3 separate regions of the Sus scrofa genome follow, and regions 1 and 3 are each linked to region 2. A link is a contact called in public Hi-C and HiChIP or PLAC-seq data. All regions are on one chromosome and are shown on one strand. The core of a region is the stretch at or near the end of the contact, and the rest is flanking DNA. Distances in the headings are between cores, read along the strand shown. Region 1 holds the start of NRAS (NRAS proto-oncogene, GTPase). Region 2 holds the start of BCAS2 (BCAS2, pre-mRNA processing factor). Region 3 holds the start of CSDE1 (cold shock domain-containing protein E1).

Region 1 (4,354 bases), core at 1,202-3,701, 150 kb after region 2:
TCAGGAACATAGACATGCACAGATCATATTAAAAAATACTTTCGATTTGGCTCTAAGGCAAAAATTTTACTTGTATTTTAATATTTATGTTCTGGAGTTCCCGTCGTGGCTCAGTGGTTAACGAATCCAACTAGGAACCATGAGATTGCGGGTTTGATCCCTGGCCTCGCTCAGTGGGTTAAGGATCTGGCGTTGCTGTGGCTGTGGTATAGCCCAGTGGCTATAGCTCCGTTTAGACCCCTAGCCTGGGAACCTCCATATGCCATGGGTGCGGCCCTAGAAAATAGACAACAACAACAAAAAATACCAAAAAAAAAAAAAAAAAATTATGTTCTGGGAATTCAGTTCAAAGAAAATAACCTCATCACACTTAGTAAAGATCTAGCTACAGAAATGGTATGCAAAATAGTTTGCCAGCCCACTGAACAGCTCCTCTGTAACTCACTCTGATGTGGGATTTTAATATACTTTTAACACAGAAGTCACACTGCCAAAATTTCTTTGAAGCATGAAATATGGTCCAATGTATGAGTGTTCTGAGGAAATGAGCAAAAAAAACAAACACAAAACAAAAACCATAAAGCTATGTTTTAGTTAAACTAATTTATGATAATACAAGTCAATGAAGTGGTTATTTCCTGGCAGGGTATGGGGGTTTGACTAGAAAGGAGCATGAAAAAACTCTCCTGGGCATTAGAAATAGTCTATATTTTTATCTACATGGCGGTTACATAGTATACACAAATTTAAGATATAGATAAAATAAAATACATTTTATTTATAAAAATATTTTATAAAATATAAAATAAATAAAACTGAAAAAATAATAAAATGTTCTAACCATGAACACTAAAGCTATTAGGCCTAAAATAAATTCTGCCAAGGACTAATGACTAATTTTTAGTAACGACTCTATAAGAATTAGCTTGCCTTAAACACTCAGTGGCTGGGTGGTAGGAAGAGCAGGGTGTGGATTAAAATAAAATAATCTCTAGAATTAGACATTCTAAATTGAATAAGATTACAAAATTCTGTACTTAAAGGACTTTAGATGCCATTTACTGAAGCCCATGTGTAACATGAACTCTCGCAAAAACAAAAGAATCTTTAAATAAGTAATAGTTACAGCAGTGCTCTACCAATCACAAAATTTTAATAGTTTTTCACAACATCCCTTGAGTGGCAGGCAAAAACAAGTTTATTGTAATTTAATAGATGAGGAAAATGAGGCTCAGAGAGATTAAATGATTTGCTCACTATCACATTACTACAGAAACTGCAAAGAGGGACCGTATTCCCAGGCACAGTGACTCAAAATTTCATACTCTTTCTACCCCAACTCAGTCTCAGCTGCTTCAACTAGCTAAAAAACACCCATCTCCGAATCCTTTATCTCCATCCTGCTATTATTCAATTATTCTATCTATGGCCCGTGCTTCTTTTTAACAGAGCTATCATATATGTAGAAACTTGGAGTTCAACATTGATTCTGCAATAGTTTACAAAACTGATTTTAGAAAATGTTCAGCAGCTAATAAAGTGAACCCTTATTCACAAACATGGAAAGCTTTACTTATTGTATTACTGAACACAGTGTCCCAAACAATTTTACTTTCTCTCCAGATTACTCCTTTAGTTAAGTTAAAGTATAGCTGAAGGGGATGGGAAAGGGAATGGCTAAGAGTAAACCTAGAGAGCGGCTAAGGGTCAGCGCACTACCACTGGGCCTCACCTCTATGGTGGGATCATATTCATCTACAAAGTGGTTCTGGATTAGCTGGATTGTCAGTGCGCTTTTCCCAACACCACCTGCTCCAACCACCACCAGTTTGTACTCAGTCATTTCACACCAGCAAGAACCTGTGGGAAAGCAGCAGTTAGGGTTAACTGGCGAACCACATCTACAGTACTTCAAAGCTTTCTGTAATCAACAGTAACTAAAACCAGAGTTTGAAATGTATCGGTTCCATACTTTCACCCACTTGGTCCTCAAAGTGATTCAGGAGTGCAAAAACATTTGCAGGTTACTGTTGGCCACAGAATTCTGGATTAATGTTCCAGCTACCCCCACCCTCATCTATTTTTCAAGTCTTTGGGCCCCGCCCTCAGCCTAGGGTAAAGGAAACCCTTCTTCCTACTCGTCCTGCAAATCTTCTCAGCTCTAGGGGGCGGCCTTCAGGTGGCCCCCTCTTCTTACTCCCCTACCCGTATCCAAAGAGCTCCCCCATAAGGGATCAGAACGAAAGAACCCCCCACCCCAAACCTCCCGCCCAGGGCCTTTGTCTCCAGCTCTCAGGTTCCGCTCGACTCCTGGCAACAAGGAGTCATCAGTATGCTCCAAAGCCGAATGCTACACACGCCAAAGACTTACCTCAAGCTCCGCCGCCTCCGCTTGGGACAGATTAGAACCACAACCGGGAAAAATGTTGGAGACCCCGGAACCGCCATGAACAGCCCCCACCAGGGAGCGGCACTTCCGGCCCCGCCCGCTACGTAATCAGTCAGCGCCCCGGGCGCCGGAGTCCCCGCCCCAGCCACGTGGGCCTCCGACCCAGAGTCACGCGGCAGGCCGCACCCAGACCCGTCCCTCCCATACAGGACGTTTTAATAATGAAAGCGCTTAGGTGCTAGTGTCTCAAAAATCAGTAAAACTTTATTCGCTTCCATTCTTTCGCCATTAACAGAAAACCGGAGAAAGCAAAAATGTTATGTTTACAAAGATAAACGGCCTCTTTACCCAGAGAAGATCAAAACCTCAAACGACAACGGGGAAGACAGAAGCACCCTCCCCCACATCCCCTGAGCTGACCCTTGTCATCTTAAGACAAAGCCTTTAGTCCACTGGCCAGGGACCCTGTATATGGCCAATTCAAGATGAGGGCCAAGAAATCAAGACCAATCCGTTCCCGTGATATAAAGTTGAATATAAGCTACACCAAGGGTCAAGTGCCTGTATTTTTACAGGACACAGGAACCAGGCGGCTACTATAAAAAAAACAAGATTCATTTCAGGCACAACTTTTTTATTTTCTTGTTTTGTTTTGAAATCATTAAAAGAAACTGGGTCCTAGAAGCTGCAGTGATCTAAGCAGCAGCAAGTTTGTGCATTCGTCTTTTTTTTTGTTTAAATATGTTTAAATTATCATACTGCTGGCACACCTCATTTGCATGAAATTCTGCACCATACATACTAATTGTAGTAAAGTTACCCCCCAATCCCGGGGTGGGGGGGTAGAAAAAAAACAAAAAAACACCCTACTCTGGAAGATAATTTTCACTGAAATCTAACCAAACTTGGTTAAGTGGACTTTTTGACAAGATTATAAATGATATGAAAAATAACATTTTAACATTTGGCCATCAACTTAAGGAAATGGTTTGCCTATACAAATTTCTGTAATTTTTAATGTATTCTACCCTCATATAGTCCTCAGAATTAAAGCATAATGAAAAGGAAAGAAAAGAAAAGGAAAAAGAATGCAACTGAGTGCTAAGGCAGAATATCTTGCCAGAAGTAATGAAGGTATATACTAAATACCAAGTGCAGAATTTCATTGGGCCAACACGATAACAGTCTGTATCACTTACACAGGCGAAGTGGATTTTGCAATTACCAGTTGCGTTAAATGCACCAAATAAAGCTCCTAAAATTGATACTATAAGGCGCCACCTTAAGTTTTCCAGGCTGCAACTGTGCATAATTTTAAAATGGTTTTCTTAAATTTATTTATTTTTTTAAACATAACACGAGGAAGGTGTTAAAACTGGTGTAATAGCTCAATATAATAAGTATTCCAGATTTTGGGAGGGATGAAAAGGGAGATATTCAGAACCCTTCACCAGAATCCCCCCAACTTGATCATAGTGGATTAATGATGTGCTTTGTGGATGTGGTTAGTCAATGACACCAGCTTGACGGATCTTTCTTTCTGCACCAAATCCCTGTGAAGAAATAAAATTGCAGTTAATGACAACCACACAGTACATTCACAATTCCAAAATGGACTACAAAAGCATTAAACTGTCTCAGCCACCACAAATTCTCTGGCAGAAAAGAACTGGACATCTTACAGTAAGCCATCCTGATCTATTGCCTAAACTATGTTCAAAGTATCAGGAACACCACGAAATGTGCTTCTTATTGTAAACACCTGTTATGTTAGTGGCTGAAACAATGGGCAGGGAATCCTAACTCGTTATAAGTAACAGTGCAGCTTCTTGGTAAATTAAGCTCTCTGAGTCTAAAATAGGACTTCAAATAGAATATTGGTCTGTCAGTGGTTGTGCCCCCAAACCTTGTACACCTTCGTACCATTGAGTTATCTGGTCCCCTTGGCTGACGAAGAACCATTAG
Region 2 (4,655 bases), core at 213-2,712:
TATTACTGTACCTAGTTTTTTTTTTGTTTTGTTTTTTTGTCATTTTAGGGCCACAGCCTTGGCATGCTGAAGTTCCCAGGCTAGGGGTTGAATCAGAGCTGTAGCTGCCAGCCTATGCCACAGCAACGCAGACCCAGTGGCCTCTGTGACCTACATCACAGCTTACGGCAACACTGGATCCTTAACCCACAGAGCATGGCCAGGGATCGAACCCAAGCCCTCATGGATACTAGTCAGGTTCGTTAACCACGTGAGCCAGGACAAGAACTCCTGTGCATAGTTCTTAATACTGTAACATCTACATTTGGGTGACATTTAGAAAAAGCATGGGAAAACAGGATGCCATAGGAACATCTCTCTCCTACTTAAAACTTAACCGATATATTTTTTTCATGTTACTTCAATAGAAATACTGCTTTTTATAAGAGATTTCTTTTGTAAATAAATGGTTACCAGATATGGGGAAAAACGGAACATGTATATACTAAAATGCCTAACAGAATCCATTAATTTAGAAATATTTTACATTTCATTTAGCTGATTAGACCCTAAATAGTATTACAGATGCACTTCTAAATATTTAAAGGGTGCATTACTTAGATACGGTTTGTCTCTTCAGTCATTCTCACAGATTCAGAAAATACTTAAACTTTGGTTCAAAGACCGCCCTCCAGTGGTTCTCAGAAGCTTAGGTAACTAGGCTTTTGTGTATTTAAAAAACCCTAGATCACTTGTTTTGCAGTAGACCTTAAAGAGAAAAGGATCCCTTTGAGAATTTACGCAGTGAACCTACCTCGGAAAAACGTTAACATTCGTTTTTGCATTGTTAGATCAGTTCGCGAAGCCCTAGAAAGTCCTTCTGTGGCTCTAAGAATAAGAACCCGGGAGACAGTTTATCCATGCAGCTATTTTCAATTGACTGACACTACCTATACCAATGAGTAAGCTGTGGCTAGGCAAGTAACAGTTAAAGCTGGAATCTGAAATTCACTTTTGTGTGGCTAAGGCTCTCAATCCAAAACAAAGATTCACAGGATCCTGGTTTATAACGTGGACTCAAAATATCACACTCACTTCAAAAGCGGAATAATCTGGGGCTGTCAGGTAGCTCAAGTAGTTCTTGGTAGGTCGGTACCTGCGAGTTTCCTCCTCTACCAACGCCGCGGCCTAAGAAAGAGAACAGAGGCCAAAATAAGAGGAGCACATCGTTAGGTCAGTCTTCCAGCCCGAAGTGTCCGCGAGCGCTGAGTCAGTCACACAGACACCCGGAACTTACCGCTTCCCGCACACCAGGCGCTTCATAACCCTGGTCAAAATACGGCAGCGCGTCTACAACAACCTCTCCAGCCACCAAACCGGTGCCCGCCATTCTTGGGCTCGCCTGACTTCTCTGAGTCTGCGCGGGCTCAGGCTCGCTTAAATAGGCCTGCACCCGATATTAACATAATCACGTTGCCGACGTCCGACACCTACGTAATCACGTCGAACATGTAATCACGTCTATCGTCAGCGCCGACACTGTCCTAAGCACGTCGCTTGCGTAATAGCTTTTGGCGCATGCTCAGTTAATTCCGAGGGCGTGCTAACTAGAAATTGTCCAGCCTTCTTGTTTTGGTCGGACGTGACGTCATGTTGTGTGGCTCCGGAGTCTGCAGGAACGTCTCAATTTCCTGTCCCCACCTGCTGCGCTTTTTTGCCTCCGATTGGCAGCCAAGTGGAAGAGTTGGGACTTTTGGTTTCCTCCGGCTCGCTGATATCTGGGAGGGGAAACCCTTTAATAAAACTTTTGAGGGAGGGGAAACCCTTTAATAAAACTTTTGAGGGAACTCGCTGCAAGATTTAGCGAAGAGAAGGATCCTGGTTTCCCACCTCGGCTTTATTCCCCTAACCTTCCAGTCTTCGGTTAAACTACTCTCCCTTTTCACTTCCTTGCTCTATCTGCACTATTGTTCTCCGTCCCTTGAGAATCTTTGCACCGAATAAGTGGAATAAGTGCAGCTCTCGCAGACTCTAGAAGTGGGCGTTAGACTCCAGTGAAAACTGCGAAGCTTTGGAGTCTGGAGTGTGCCTAACAAAAGGAACCTGATCTTCCCCCGGGGCGAGATTGGTAACTGCCCACTAACCTCATCTTTTAAAAAACTGATTTTTGCCTTCAGGACGTGTATAAAATCCAATCATTTTGCTTTTAGGGCTTCTGGTAACAGGACAATCTTTCTCATTGCATCCTAACACTCGTGATACTGCCAGTACCTATTTCCAGCTCCCTTTGATTAAGCAGGGGAAGACTAAATAAGGTAGGTAGGACTCTATACCGTGTCCGGTGTGCAAATATCGACCCAGACTTTGCCAAGAGCCTGGAAATGTCGGCCACGGTTATTAAGCTTGAACCTAGGATTATCTTTTAACCTACCATTAATTAAGTGTGCTAGCTATATAGATTTAACTGAAGTAAAAAATCTACAACTTAAGCCATTTAAGATTCTCCCAAGAGATCCACGGAATTTTTTGTTTATTAAAAGATCTGTAAACAACATTTTATACAAATCTTGAGCAATTACTTTACAAACATGTCCAGAATTTGTAATACTTTACAAAAGCAAAATAAAAGACTTAAGAAAAGGAAGCAGCTTCAGATTGCAGGGATAAAATAAGACCCCCATCCCTGTAGCAAAGCAAAAGTCTCCTCACAGAGGGATGGCCAGGATCCACCAGTTACACCTTCTATCCCCATTTTATAAACACTCAATTCCCAATTACTAACTGTTCCCTCAGGATTGGAGTTCCCTCAGAAGTGACCAAATGGGGAGATGTCTGGTAAGATCCCCACTGGGGTAAGCTGCTTAACATGTTTTTTTTTTTTTTTAAAAGACATAGGCTCAGTTTTATTTTCTGGACCCACATATATAGAAGTTGTATTATACAGCACCCGTCTTAAATGGTGTCTGCTTCAGATCCATTCAAGCAAACCTGAATGGGTTGTAAAGACAATACTGCACAGGTTAATAAGTTGTATCATACTGTAACTTACAAGGTTTTAAGTTTGAATAAATATTTTTTAATGCCAGTTCAAGCCGTCAGCAGGAGTTGAAGAAAAACTGACACTTGCTGGAACATATATCAATGAAAATTACACCACTGCTGACAAATTCTTCTCTCCAATCACTATGACAGCTTTAGATATTAAGAGTAGGAGTGATTATGTGGTGTGTGCCTAGGAAATGTCCCTATTCTGAGTCCAATTTAATTAGAACAAAAAGCCCAACATTTCTAAGGGAACCAAAAAAAAAGTCTTCTCTAGACACCAATAGCCTTATCCTCAGAGCAGCAAGTTGGCTCTGGTACAGTTCAGCTTAAAGAAAAAAAACTTTCAATAGCTATAATCCCATAGAGCTCAAATTTCCATCTGCAAAAGTAACCAACCTTCTCTATGTTCATAAACTAATAGTCCTAGCTTCAGTTGGGCAAATTATTTAATCTCTTTGAATTCCATTTTCTTTGTTAGTAACATGGAGATGCAAATAACTCATGAGATTATTTAAAGATTGAATAAGATGACATCCATTCATGGCACATGGTGGATACTAAAAAAGAAGGTAGTTCTCATGCCCTTAAAGGGCATTTTCCTATTAGATATAATTCCACAAAATTTAATGTTGACACATGAGGGACAAGCTACCCAAGTGCCACATAATATGGAAATGGAGCCTCGAGATGTCTACTTTTATAAGATAATTAACAGTGCTAATAAACAGGGTTTCCATGTAAGTGAGATTCCCCTAGACAGAACATTAGACTTAAAAAAAAAAAAAGGAGCTATATAATGAGTATATTCTTAGTTCAGCTCAAACAGCCCACAGCTTTAAAGATGCCATGGTTATTTCAGTGATGAGAATTACGTATGAAGGGCGAGTGTCCTCTACTTCTATCATGCCCCTCTAGTACCTTAAATGCAGCACTTTTCTCACTGGGCTCATTGTGAGCTGTTTTTTTTAAATGCAACACCAAGTCATTCTCTTGTAGAAGACTAAGCACAAAACACAAAGAATGAATCCAAGAATCAAAAAGAAAAGGCCACTTAAAAAAAAAAAATCTGGGGAGGTCCCACCGTGGTACAGTGGGTTAATGATCTAGCTCATCTCTGTGGAGGTGCTGGTGCATTCCCTGGCCCAGTGCAGGGGGTTAAAGAATCCAGTATTGCTGCAGCTGCGGTGCAGGTTGCAGCTCTGGCTGGGATTTGATCTCTGGCCCAGCCCAGGAACTTCCATATGCCACGGGAGCGGCCAAAATAGAAAAAAACAAAACAAAACAAAACAACCTGGAGGCAGAGTAAAGAGAGCTTTGGGCAGTGGTTGCAGACCACTCTCAACAATTCTCCAGTGATCACTACAGCAGCAACAGGAGAGTCCTCCTCCAAGAACTGGCCCGCTTGGTAACCTTTCAACTTTCAAAATTTTGTAGAATACTTCATAGCATCCTGACTCTTGGAAAAATAATTTCTTTAGCACTTTTTGTTCTATTTATGATGGAAGCAGTCAATCAAAGATTTCACTTCTTCTGAAGAAATTTCATTTTACTTCCTAAAGGGAGAAAAAAGTAGAGTGAACTCTCATTAGTTCATTTTTATTTATTGTACATTACTTGAGGCAAGGATTTAA
Region 3 (4,631 bases), core at 919-3,418, 190 kb after region 2:
ATTTCCATGTTTAAACTTCCTTGTCAAAGGTATAGTTCTCACAATAATGTGAATGAATTTAATGCTACTGAACCATACACTTTTTTTAAAGTGGTTAAAATGCTATATATATGTATATCTTACCACAACTAAAAAAAAAATTCTTTAAATGTTGTACAGCCCTGCAATGTCTGTCTTTAGATGAAAGGAGGGGAAAACAGGAATGGGATAAAGCAGGACTACATGTTAGCTTTCACATTCTCATTTTTGATTTGCTAGGAATTTACCAGAATTTAACTATACTCTGAAGATCATACTTATTAAGTCAGAACTTATTTACAAAAAAAGAAAACCTATCTTCTGTGCCTCAAATACTTTACTTTTCAACTCAGCTGCTATAAATACTCATCTCAAGAGTAAACATCCAGAGCAGCTGCAAAATCACTCAAACCACTACCATCTTTTATTTCGGGCCTATGGCTAAAAGGAAAAAAGAAGAAACATGGCTGAAAATTTATCAAGATTTTATGACTCCACCCCTTTACCTACACCAACAATAAATACACAATATTGATTAGTACTAAAAGGACACCAAATTATTTTATTTCCCCTCAATATAGTATTGAAAATGCTTCAAACTAAAAATGAAAATTACTCAGCGTTTTGATATGGAATAACTTATATTAGTGGCTATAATTTGGTACTTACATTTTATTGATTTGAAGCTCTGGCCAAGAGCTAGCTGCCAGTTCGAACCATTCTGGTAAAAAGCTAAGTCCTTCAGATTTAAATATTTAACTATCACAGTGCCTTTGGGCGTTCTCCATCCCTCTCCACGCTGTCCCTCAACTGTTTAAAAAGAGGACCACATTATTCTGCTCTTTTAGGTGCAAAACAAGGAAATCAATCGCACAATGTTCAGATTTTTTATTTGCAGTCTGAGATCTGTTTTAGAGAGCATACCCTGCCTCACTTGAGAGTCAAGCAAGAGAGGAGCCATCTGAATGTTTCTAAAGGAAAACCTTAAAGCAAAAACACCCGTGGCACTAAGATTTCGGACTGATGAAACATCGGGGGTTAAAAACCTCCAAAGTGTCTCTGACCAGGGCTCTAGAAAAAACTAACTCTACTTAGAATGATGAAGCCAAGCCGATCTTTGCACAATGTGGGCCAGGCTCCTGCACCATAAGAACAAGAGAAGGTGGTAAGAACTCCATTGACCTCTCACAGAGTTCGCCCCAACCCCAAGGACAGGGGGTGAGAGCCATGTGCCTAAGGGGTTGGTTCCTTTTCTTAAGAACCTAAGGGAGGCTTAGGTGGGTGTTGAGACCCAAGACAGACAGCTCTAGGTGAATGGAAAGAAGGACGACAATTTGGCCGCGCTACAGTGCCAGATGTGGCCGAGGAAAGGGGGTGTCTCTAAGCACTTAGGTGGAGTGAGGTCTCAGTCCGTACACAAAGGAGGCGCCACTACCGCAATGCGCTCTGGTACTCGTAGTCAGATGCCCAAGCCAGAAGGTGGCAAGAAACTATGGGGTCCAGAGTCAGAGCAGGCCCCTCTCCTCAGCCTCCGGCTCTTCCAGCATCACACAAAGGACCGCGCCACCACCCCCTCACCCCGCCCGCCGGGACTTGTAGTTCCCGTTCCCCTATCAAACCACAGAGAAGGACTAAGCCAGACTACAACTCCCAGCAGCCTCCGCGCCCGAGCCCCGCACCCCTGCCTCCATCTTGGCTGCGGTCGGAGCCTCCATTTTCGCTCCCTCCCCCCACTTTAGTCACCACCACTGCTACCACACGCGGCCGTCGGGCCTCGATTCTTCTCTTCGACTCTGCAACTTAACGTGAGGCCTAGACAGCCGAACTAGGAGGGAATGGAAAAGCCTGAGGTAGGGACTCAGGCTGAGTTCTTTCCTACCCGGAGCTCTAGGAGTGCCCAATCTAACTCTGAAGTCTCTCCCGTTCGTCTCGGTCTTCACATCTGCCTTTAGCCCGGGTCCTTGCTGCCCCCAATTAGACCCTGAGGTCGTACTTACCCCAACAGCTCAGCGCCCCCTCTCCAGCGCCGCCATAAGCAGCACGGCCCGGTACGTAGGAATAAATCTCGCTTCTCTCGCGAGAGTTGCGGGCTCCGAGCGCGTGCACAGGAAGGGGGGGTGGAGCGTATCCCTAACACGCCTGCGCACGAAGGAAGAGTGACGCCAGCTTGTACCCTGCATTTAACCACAACCAAGATGGTGTCTACGTTCCCTAAGATTCTCTACCCCGTGAGCTGCGGGAAACAACCTCAGTGTTTGCTGACTCCGCTGGGACGCAAGGGGCGGGGCGGCGGGTGACTTTTGGCCTCTCTTAGATTTGCACACCTGAGTATGCTTCAGGCAGAGAGACCTGGGTAAAACAGCCGCGAGGGCGAATAGCTTGGAGGGCATATCAGGAATGTCATATAAAAGATTTCTCTTTTCCGAGAGATAATCCCGAAGCTCCTAAACTCCAGTTTCTTTTTATGTACAGTGTAAGCTTTCTCTCATCTGCTGCTTTAGACTGGAGTTTTCATTAGTATAGAGTTGGTTTTTAGCAAAGTGATTTGGATGCCTTAAGTGAAAAATTTGTCTCCCACAAACTGTATTGTGTGCAACAGACGGACAAGAGGGAGCAGGGTAGCATAATCATTAAAAAACTCCTTCGGAGATCCCGTCGTGGTGCAGTGGTTAACGAATCCGACTAGGAACCATGAGGTTGTGGGTTCGATCCCTGCCCTTGCTCAGTGGGTTAACGATCTGGTGTTGCCGTGAGCTGCGGTGTAGGTTGCAGACGCAGCTCGGATCCCGCGTTGCTGTGGCTCTGGTATAGGCTGGCAGCTACAGCTCCGATTGGACCCCTAGCCTGGGAACCTCCATATGCCGCGGGAGCGGCCCAAGAAATGGCAAAAAGACAAAAAAGACAAAAAACAAACAAACAAACAAAAAAAACCCCAAAACTCCTTCAACTGACCTTTCAAGTTACCAGAAGATGTTATTAGTGTGTCAGGTAATCAAAGAGACTGAATCAGTAACCAAAAGGTTGAAATCAGGGCAAATGGATGATTCATCCAAGGGAGAAAGAGGAAAGGAAGAAAATGGTTAATTCTGTCCACAGAAAAGTTCAATGAATTATCCCTTGACAAGCTTTAGAGCAGTTCCCTCTGGTGAGAGGAATGCTTTTCACGTATTCTGTGGCTCTCTTACTTGACAGTGTTGGATCAAAAATGACCAGTTACTCTTCTGAGAACTCTCCCACCCATTTTATTTTCTCTTTGAACATATATTTGTCTGGCATCTCCTAAGTGACATCGCTGGAATGCATACAGTAGTAACAACAAACGGATATGGTTCTGTCCTCAAAGAATTTGTAGTCTAGCACCATTCAATAATAAAACAAAATCTAAACATACGCATTGAAATAAGTGCAGGGAAGGACAGCGTATAACCTCCAATTCTGAGCAAATCATCTTGAATTATAAGAGGAAGCAATATCCTACTTCTGATGTTCAAAGATTTTTCTCTTTGCCTCTGTTGTTATTGGTCTAATCTCATTAAAGAGCAGCCTCTTTATTGCCTTCCCACGCTTTCCCAGGAACACATATTTGCTTCACTTTCAGTGCTTTCACAGCTCATTCTACTATAATTATTTATACTAGCTAGTGATACTTTAGAACAGGACTTGTGACATTCATCGTTGCATCACTGGTTCCTGACAACACCTGGCATAGACAGCTCTCAAAAGCTTGTTGAATGAATAGGACTGGACAACAGTGTAAGTTGTTTTTAGAAAGTGGAATGTTCAGTTGGGAAGTACAGAATATAAATATATCAAGCTAGCTCTTCTTTTTTTTTCCTTCTGATCTCTCTGCAGCAATAGATCTAGTTTGGATATTCTAACCTAGTGTTACAGAGAAACTGTCCTGGGCTCTTGCACTAGAAACAAAGTCATGTGAAGCTGAGCTAAAAGTAGAATTAGGTCTAAGAGCACACATTCTCAAATATCACAGCAAAGGAAAATGTAAAAAATAATAGTATCACTACATTCTATAAAAACAATTCATATGAATAAGAATAAAGTCTCAATTTCTACCATCTAACTATAGCTTCTAAAGACCTTCTTAAATTATATAACTATTTCATCATTCTCCTTTTATCTCAATTGCCTTTATTCCTCCCTGATCCATAATTAGTATCAATTTACATTTAACATGAAATGCAAGTATGTATAAACCCAGAAGCACATATTTAAGTTCCAATAAAGTAAGACTAATTTTATTTAAATCACTAGCTTAAATGATTTATTCATTCTACAATTGCCACTCATAGAGGTAGGTTTCATTTTTAGAAGATCACATTTTTAAGGCAACAATATTTTTTCAGATTAATGTTGAAGTAAAAAAAAAAAACAACAACAACACAACCCAGGGGAAGTTCCTGTTGTGGCTCAGAAGTAATGAACTTGACGAGTATCCATGAGGACTCAGGTTTGACCTGTGGCCCTGCTCAGTGGGTTAAGGATCCGGTGTTGCCATGAGCTGTGGTGTAGGTTGCAGACACACAGACATAGACACAGCTGGGGCTGTGGCATGGGCAGGCAGCTGGAGCTCTGATTCAAACCCTAGCCTGGGAACT

Evidence for each region. A called contact is a pair of places that touch in the nucleus more often than the background predicts. HiChIP or PLAC-seq counts read pairs in DNA pulled down with a chosen protein or histone mark.
Region 1: a contact with region 2 is called in an H3K27ac HiChIP or PLAC-seq map of alveolar macrophages. The contact joins the promoter of NRAS here to the promoter of BCAS2 in region 2. A contact is called at or near these places in 1 of 5 promoter capture datasets (liver), 4 of 47 Hi-C or Micro-C datasets (alveolar macrophages, heart right ventricle, liver and 1 more) and 2 of 2 datasets of contacts at active chromatin or transcription factors (alveolar macrophages and skeletal muscle).
Region 3: a Hi-C map of skeletal muscle shows a contact between it and region 2, with 5 times the contacts expected there. The contact joins the promoter of CSDE1 here to the promoter of BCAS2 in region 2. A contact is called at or near these places in 1 of 5 promoter capture datasets (liver), 3 of 47 Hi-C or Micro-C datasets (heart right ventricle, liver and skeletal muscle) and 2 of 2 datasets of contacts at active chromatin or transcription factors (alveolar macrophages and skeletal muscle).

The regions. Positions count from the first base shown.
Region 1 is chr4:105,844,010-105,848,363 of Sscrofa11.1, reverse strand. It overlaps NRAS (NRAS proto-oncogene, GTPase), which reads right to left and starts at 2,451. Exons shown (of 7, transcript NM_001044537.1): 1 at 2,372-2,451; 2 at 1,733-1,860. The coding sequence starts at 1,843. CSDE1 (cold shock domain-containing protein E1) reads right to left here. Exons shown (of 19, transcript XM_005655417.3): 18 at 4,313-4,354; 19 at 2,629-3,942. The coding sequence ends at 3,895.
Region 2 is chr4:105,989,365-105,994,019 of Sscrofa11.1, reverse strand. BCAS2 (BCAS2, pre-mRNA processing factor) reads right to left here and starts at 1,462. Exons shown (of 7, transcript NM_001244424.1): 1 at 1,277-1,462; 2 at 1,075-1,167. The coding sequence starts at 1,369.
Region 3 is chr4:105,802,049-105,806,679 of Sscrofa11.1, reverse strand. It overlaps CSDE1 (cold shock domain-containing protein E1), which reads right to left and starts at 2,168. Exons shown (of 19, transcript XM_005655417.3): 1 at 2,016-2,168.